Regions from separate parts of the Sus scrofa genome. Here region 2 is linked to region 1. Evidence: chromatin contacts called from public HiChIP or PLAC-seq data. All regions are on one chromosome and are shown on one strand. Each heading gives the region's core, a stretch centred on a gene start, on an enhancer-like site or on the middle of the called end of the contact. The rest is flanking DNA. Distances are from core to core; before and after follow the strand shown. Region 1 has its middle 1.1 Mb from the start of TTLL7. Region 2 overlaps ADGRL2 (adhesion G protein-coupled receptor L2).

Region 1 (3,958 bases), core at 441-2,940:
TGCCTGCAGGAAGCATAGGTAAAAAATATGATATTATGTCTGAACTTAAGTATGCAGACAATTTCACTCAAAACAGGAACATAGACCTATGTTATAATATGTACTACTGGTTATCAATAACAAACAAACAAAAATACCTAGTCAAAGCAAGGGATGTATATCAAGGTATATCTCTGCTTGGAAGAAATTTGGAACTGTAACATAAAATCAGAACGGTAAACTAGAAAGAAGTCTTTGCACGTCATATTTGCCTCTTTGCATTTCCACTGCAGCCACCTTCTTCTGCAGGCTTTTCTTTTGCTTCTCAGGCCATGTGGCAGATGCCCAAGTTAAATCACCCCATTCAAAACTCAAGCCCATACTGAACCAGAATGCCTTCTGCATAATTTCTGTTTAAAAAAACCACGATTGCTCTAATTTTGGGACGAATATAAGGAAGGTTATCAAGGGCTTGCTTCTGAAGGTAAAAGGGTCACTGAGGCAGTTCATTGTGAGTTGAGAAACCAATCCAAAAAATGTAATTTCTGAGAATAATGGTGTCTAATTTAGTAACATAAAAACCATCTACTAGTTGTTGTTGTTGTTGTTGTTGTTTTTTCCTCTCCAAGAATAGTACTGTGAATGTATTTTCTTGTTTGGAGTCACTTGCAAGTTTTTCTATTCTAATTCTTATAACATTTAATTTGTATTCATAAAGCAACAGAAAATATCATATTTCCTCCTCCTATCAGTGTTATCCCACATTAGTGAGGCTGTTTCAGATCTGATGTCTGGGTTCAAGCAAATGCTACCCATTCCTTTCACTGGGATTGTGAACAAATACATCAGGATCCGTCTTTATTATTTTTTTAAATTAAAGTATAGTCTATTTCCAATGTTGTGCCAATTTCTGCTGTACAACAAGGTGACCCTGTCATTCATACACACACACACACACACACACACACACACACACACACACTCCATTTCTTTTCTTACATCATGGTCTATCCCAAGAGATTGGATATAGTTCCTTGTGCTGTACAGTAGGACCTTGTTGCTTGTCCATTCTTTGTTTGTTTAGTGATTTTTATTTTGTCTGTTATAGTTGGTTTACAGTGTTCTGTCAATTTTCTACTGTACAGCAAAGTGACCCAGTCTCACACACACACACACACACACACACACACACACACACACCCCTTTTTCTCACATTATCCTCCATTATGCCCCTGCTTATCCATTCTAAATGTAATAGTTTGCACATCAGGATCTGTCTTAATGGGCAGAGGGTCTACAACTCAATGGTTTTTTTTTCTGTTAGATGCAACTTGCTTCTTGACATCAGTGTGTTTAATCCTATTTGAATGGTTCTCTGGTTCATTTTTGCTTCTGTATCCGAGGTTGATTTCTCAGGTTTTTGTTCCTTCTCCTTTATCTTATGGGTTTGAATGTGGAGAATTTTTTTTTTTCTATAGAAACAAATTTTACTCTAAATCTGTTAGTTGCCACATTTCAAAACTTTGCTCTCTGTGTCCTGTGCCACAATTTTAAGTGTTTCTGCAGACATCTGTAATTGAAAGTTTGGAGAAAAAAAATGTCATTCCTTTTCTGTAAGAAACACCCTCTCCTCAGTTTCGGTTTCCGTCCTGTGACTGAGCTTCGAGTTCACTCCGTTTACTGTGATTGCTCTCCCTGCACAGGCTCATCTATCATCTTGAGGGCCGGCATGTGAACTACAGAATTTCCTGTGGGTCTTCCCCGCTCCGCTGTGATCACCATCCTTCTATCGTCCTTCATGAATTCTTTCATTCCCCACTGCCTCCCTGCACAGGACAAAACAATGCCTCTGTGAACAGATCTGCCTTAACTTCAGTAGAATCAGATCATTCCAGGGTTACGGAACCAAACTGCACGTGTGAGAACTGCCTTTCTAATGGCAGCAGCGGCATCCATCCCTTCTGCTCATGTCAGAATACTTCTGCCTCAGGCTCCCTTGGGCACATCTGACCCCATTTGCAGTTTTTTCTAGGCTCCCTGTGGAGATGGGCTTCTCTGTTTAATGTTTGACAAATGCTCCACAACACAGGGGTCTAGCTACAATATTTTCTCTGATCGGAGTGACGTCATAGCCTCCTCCCAAAGTGGCATTTCCTTTGAGGGATACTCTGTGTCTGTTTGTTGTGCTTCTGCTAAGACCAGGCATCCTCGTGGATTAGACTGAAAGGCTCCATGTCCTGAAGGGCTTTTGTAAGAAGAGGGAGGTAGACATAGTTTAGTAAATCTAGGAGTTAGAATAAGGACTTTGAGTAAAACTTCTTAGAATGTAGATTATAATTCAGCATAAGGAAAAACTGATGGGTAAATTAAACATGGCTAACAAGAGAATGGACCAGGTTCCCTTTCACTGCGACTGATCAAGAAGATGGGTGGGAGTTCCCATTGTGGCTCAGTGGAATCGAATCAGACTAGTATCTGTGAGGATGTGGGTTTGATCCCTAGTCCTGCTCAGTAGCTTAAGTGTCTGGCGATGCCATGAGCTGTGGTGTAAGTTGAAGATGTGGCTTGGATCTAGTGTTGCTGTGGTGTGGTATCAGCCAGCCCCTGTAGCTCTGATTCAACCCCTAGCCTGGGAACTTCCACATGGATAAATCCCTAAAAACAACAACAACAGCAACAACAACGAAAGGAAGATGGTGAACAGTAGTTAGAGGGAAAGAGGAGATTTCCAAATTTGTGACCACACTGGGTAAGCACTAAGGCTCCTTGCAGTTTTCAGATTTTACTGATTTCATCTTAAGTCTTTTCCCCTCTCTCCCTTCTTTCCTCTTTATGCCTTTTCCTTCTTTCCATTCTTTTTTTTTTATTCTTTTCTTTCATATTTTGAAATGAATTTAATTCTTTGAAACTAAATTAACTCAAAAGTAATAGACCTCAAGATCAACCAAGAAAGTAATGGTTGAATCTCTTTTTCTTTCCTCTTTCTTTTTTCCCCAGTTTTCTTTTTTAAGAAGTCAAAATAAGTTTATATATTGAGTGATTCTATTCTCAGGATAATCACTCTCAAGATTTTTACTTAGTTTCAATATGTACAGCCAGTGGAAGAAAGTACATCAGTCTTTGAACTCCATGGCTGTCAAACATCTTCCACAACCTCAGTGCTAAGTTTCTGACGTCAGTTTTCACCACCTCATCAGAAAGTGTGAGCAGTTACCTTAAAATCTTGCAGGGTCTAGGAAGCACTTGCCCTTTTCCTCATAGAAATTCAGATTAGTAAATGATCTTTTAAGCTCCCCATTACAGAGCTGGCCCCAAACTTGCTTACTGAAGAGCTCCTATTTTAGAAGTTGGCTTTTGACCAAAGTGGTGGAAATTCAGAAAATGCTGATTTCTTTTTTGTTCGATGTCTTTTGCTTTTCACTTCCTAGCCCTTGCTTTTCACTTCCTAGCCTTCAATCTTTGATCAGGCCACTTAATTTGACTCAGATCAGAGTGCTTATTGTTGATTTTACCAGGATAACGTGCTAGTTGTTCTCCATCTCGCCCTCCCCTTGGCTTTCAAAAAAAGTTGAACTTTTTGTGCCAAGAATGTAGGTAATCTCTCTGAGCAAAATCTATGGCCTTGTGGATACTACTATTTTTTTTTTTTTTTCAGGATTGCAGAGTGGTGGTGATCAACTAGTGTCAAATAAAAATCCTTTGGTATTTATCTTTGTTTTTCCCTGAAAAAGACTAAATACAATTTGTTTGCCAAGCACAATAGGTTCACCTGTAAAACCAAAACGACTTTGAAGATACAGTCCCTTCCTATGGTTTTTTGCCAACTTGGAATGAAGGGGGCAGGGTCAGGGACTCCATGGTTTCTGTTCCACTATTTCCAGCCCAAATTAGCCTACAGTCAACACTGAATCATCAGTATCTTAAAGATTTTTTAATTATCTTCTTTTTTAGATTAATTGCTTTCTAGTTACTATGATAT
Region 2 (4,059 bases), core at 376-2,875, 1.1 Mb before region 1:
TTTGATTGAAGGTTGAAAGGTTGAAAAGTACTTAATCACCCATATTACTGTAATTAGACTTGATGTTATCAGAAAAATTAAGATTGTTATCTAAAATATTTTTACTACTCAAGATTGGTCAAGTAGTGATTGTTACTATTTTTTAAAGCCTTAAAATAAAAGTTAAGGACATGGATTAATTTAGAGATAGTTAATTATTGGAATTACGGAATTAGAATCCTAAAATAATGACAGTTTTCTTGACCTAGTGTGATAACTTTTAAAGGAGTATCTATAACTAGGATCTCATTCCTAAATTTTATTCAGGACATCAATATGATATTTTGAGTTGAGTATATAGGTTTTGTTAAATATATTATACATTGTGAAAATCCCTTAAGTTGATGTAAGTAGGAATTTTTTTCAGTGGCTCACTGTGCCATATAAGAAAAGGTCCTAAATAACCAAAAATCCTTAAAAATCTTTTTAGGTTACTTTAATAATGGATTAACTGTAGGCAATAATTTGAAGATACTCTCCAATATATTCTTCTTTTTAATTGAAGTATAGTTGATTTACTTTTCAGTATATTCTTATACAACTGTTTTTTAAAAACTATATTTTACCAAAGAATTTCTGTATTTTGCAAATAAAAATCTTCTTTAAAAAAAAAAAGTAGAGGGAATGAAGGGACCAAGTGCTTAATACCTGCAAGTAAAGTACAGTTTCGAGCAAAATGCTATTGATTGCTTTGGAATCACAGAGCAAGTTTAAGTACAATTTATTTAATTACAACAAAAATGCAGTTTTATGAAGTAATATAGTTTGTCTTCGTAAAGGATTTTATGCATTGTGTGGTGGTAAGTAAAATCCCATCACAGTTGTATAAATTTGTTCAATTACCAGAACGCTAAAAGGAAAAAAAAATCAATTTACTTTGAAAAGCAGCAGAAATTAGATTACCTTGGTTGGTAGGAACTTCCAGCAGTCTCTAAATTGCTTAATAATAGCAAAAGTTACCATGTTTCACATTGTAAGGATATTGGTGCCTGTTTTTATATGCATACATCTTGTTTACTTGGTGACTTTCATTATGTGAACATTTTTGTTCTTTTTGCCCTCCATTTTTGTTTTTGTGAACACTGTTGCATGACATGGTTGCTTTTCTGGATTTCGAGAATTTGTAATCAGTTGGTATTTCAAATCCGTGTAGTGAAAAACCAGATGTAATTTTATCCATCAGGAGAAACCTGGTCCATCAGTAGGACCAGGTTAGATTATTATCAGCCAAAGAAACATATTAGAAATTATTCCTACTTGAGGATTATACAGAACTCTAAATCTTAAATTCTTGTAGCAGTAAAGTGGCATGGGAGTCATCGGAGTAGATAGCTGGGCACCTGTTTTACTACCACCTGGATCCATTGTGGCGCCCAGATTTCCCAAAGCGCAGAACAGGCACAACTGCTACTCAGAGCCACCCGGCTGTTTTTAGGTCATGAAGTCAACTTCCTGGAATTTCTGGGGAAACCAGTTGAAAAGGGAGGACAAATGTCACTTTAAATAGAGATGTTTAAATCAGATTTCTGCCTGAGGGTAAAATTTAGGTCTGTTTTAGCCCGGATGTAATGTCTCCCTCTACAGAGCACAGCATTAATCACGACCTGACAAGAAAAACGTATGCTGAGCAAAACGGGCCCCTGTTGGTCTTGTCATTGATTTTTCCAATCTGTGAGGAGTACATTATAAACATTAAAATTCACACACGGGATTACACCTTAATCTCTGAATTTCCGTATTGAAATTAGCTGCTTAAAAAAAAGCCTTCTTAAAAAAAGCTGAAAATTCTTTGGGAGAGTTTAGGATAAATTCAATACTTTGATAAAAATAGAAATAGAAGTTTAAAACCAGGCAGGTTAAGCAGCAGTTTCCTTCCATGACCACATCTTAATTCTGTTTTAAGGTGCATGAAGTAACTTCAAAACTTTTTTTAATCTGGTATCTGTAAAAAGAAACAGATAAAAACCATTAGTTCTTAGACAAGATAGGTAGGAGAGGTTGAAAAGATGGTTAACTTTGGACTTACATCCATTCAAACACATGTTATTTTGTTAGAACAAAACCAGATACAAGTGTGTATCTTTTTCTGGATAAATAATAAAGACTTAACCATTGTAGTGGCAAAAAAAAAAAAAAAAAAAAAAACCATTGTGAGAGTCCTAATAAAAAAGAATTTAGTTTTGCCTCTTCAATTATTAGATAATGCTCTTTAATTCTTTTTTTGATCGTGTACACCCATGTACTTACTTTAACAAATTTATATTATTTGTTTGTATACAGCAGTACTTTTGACAGTTATGGGCTAAAAATTAGTGCACATGCAAGTTTAAAATGTAAAATATGAATGATTAAGATATCTGTTGTCAAACTGATTTTTAAAATGATATAATGTGTTTGATCTCTATTTTATTCTCAAAGGTATTTCCTGCCTTTGGACCATGAAATTTTTGGCTGTACACATTTTGCCTCATTTTGTAGGTATTTTTACATCAGTCCCCACCTCAAGCAGATTATTTCACTGGATTTAGATGACAGAATAATCTAACCCCAATTACTGTCAAAAATGGTTCTTGGCTGATTGGGGCTGTCTAGGTGACCTTGCATTTAACTAATGCTTTCTCTTGTAGAGGATGGTAAATAGTGTCTATCTGTAGAGAGAGGAAAAGAATTTTACCTGTTTTGTTCATGAAGTGAGTTCTAATTTTAATCATTTATTCTTAACATTAAATACTGTGATGCCAGTTCTTCACATAATGGGTGAGTCTATAAGATTTTCAAAAGGTCTTGAGTTGATAGAATATTTCTGTTTTATGTGGATTATATTTAATCAGTTCTTAACTACACTGCAATGTACTACATAGAAAAATCATGTTGAAAACTATTTTCCCTGTGTCTTTACTTTGAAGCAAATTATCTCTGTGTGGAATTGTTATTTCTTTATTACACTGGTGCCTTCCACGGAGAAATTTCATTCCTCTGCTTTAAAAGCCTATCATTTTTTTAAACTGTGTATTATTATGGTTATTGATTAGGAATTAATAGAACATATTTTTTTACATAGCATTTTCTTAACTCATCTTTGTGTCCTTAATCTTAGGATGCTTATGATGTGTTTTAAAACTTAAAATTCTTGGCTTTTCTGTGTTTAATGTCTAAGACAGTTTGGGGAGACATTAGTTTTGGTGATGTAAGCTTATGCATTTGTATCCCAGTGATTGCACATATTTTCCTAGAATTTGATAAAGGCTTAATGTGTTAAAATGAAGACTTGGTCCATTTTATATATCTTGTTTTTCATTTTAAAAAAGGTAGACGTAATTCTAAAACATTTAATTTTGCTTCATATGCACCAACAAATACAAATTATACTAAAATTATGATGTCCTAGATACTGTCACTTTTAACTACAAACTTAACTGTTTTTGTCCTTTTCACCGTTCTCTTTGTCATGTGGACAATATTTGACTATTAGGTTCTTCCTCTGATAACTCTATCTATGAATAATGGGGGGACATCTCTCTGCTTTGATTTTTCTGCTGCAAATGTTTCACCCATAGCCTTCACGAAAGCCACTTTTTGTATTGCCTTTGGTTTTAAACCAGGTCTGTAAGTGAAACGAATTTTTTTTTCTCGTAAGGAAAAAACTAACTGAAACCCCTGCTTATTTTGTGTCCTTTTCCATTAACCCTATTTTTTTTGTTTCATTGGAAAAAAGAAATATGATTGATATCTCTGTATGATATTTTTGAATGTTTTAGCATGAAAGTTAGTAATGTATTTCATAATTTTTGTTTGTTTAATAGGGGTCTTAGTTTTTTTAAAAAAATCACTTTATAAGCCTGTGAATTCATTTTTAGGTAAGTCAAACTGAATGTGCCTCAAATTTACAGTCATTGCTTATATTACAAAGGTGGTGTATGCATATTGGAAGCGGGAAGTCTTAAAGGAGGGGGCATCCATCATTGTCCAGAAACAGGTTTTTTTTTTTTTTTTTTTTTTTTTTGGCAACACTTTGCCCCT

The links. HiChIP or PLAC-seq counts read pairs in DNA pulled down with a chosen protein or histone mark.
Region 2: an H3K27ac HiChIP or PLAC-seq map of skeletal muscle shows a contact between it and region 1, with 4 times the contacts expected there. The contact joins two enhancer-like sites. A contact is called at or near these places in 1 of 47 Hi-C or Micro-C datasets (embryonic fibroblasts) and 1 of 2 datasets of contacts at active chromatin or transcription factors (skeletal muscle).

The regions. Positions count from the first base shown.
Region 1 is chr6:130,779,638-130,783,595 of Sscrofa11.1, reverse strand. No RefSeq gene overlaps it. Among named protein-coding and RNA genes, the nearest start is that of TTLL7, 1.1 Mb to the right of the region's middle. Within about 2 kb of position 1,690, at least 2 of the 83 cell types and tissues checked have an H3K27ac peak or open chromatin away from gene starts, as enhancers often do. A contact at or near this core is called in skeletal muscle, where this site is marked.
Region 2 is chr6:131,908,592-131,912,650 of Sscrofa11.1, reverse strand. The region is part of intron 6 of ADGRL2 (adhesion G protein-coupled receptor L2); the gene reads left to right. Among named protein-coding and RNA genes, the nearest start is that of ADGRL2, 460 kb to the left of the region's middle. Within about 2 kb of position 1,625, at least 4 of the 83 cell types and tissues checked have an H3K27ac peak or open chromatin away from gene starts, as enhancers often do. A contact at or near this core is called in skeletal muscle, where this site is marked.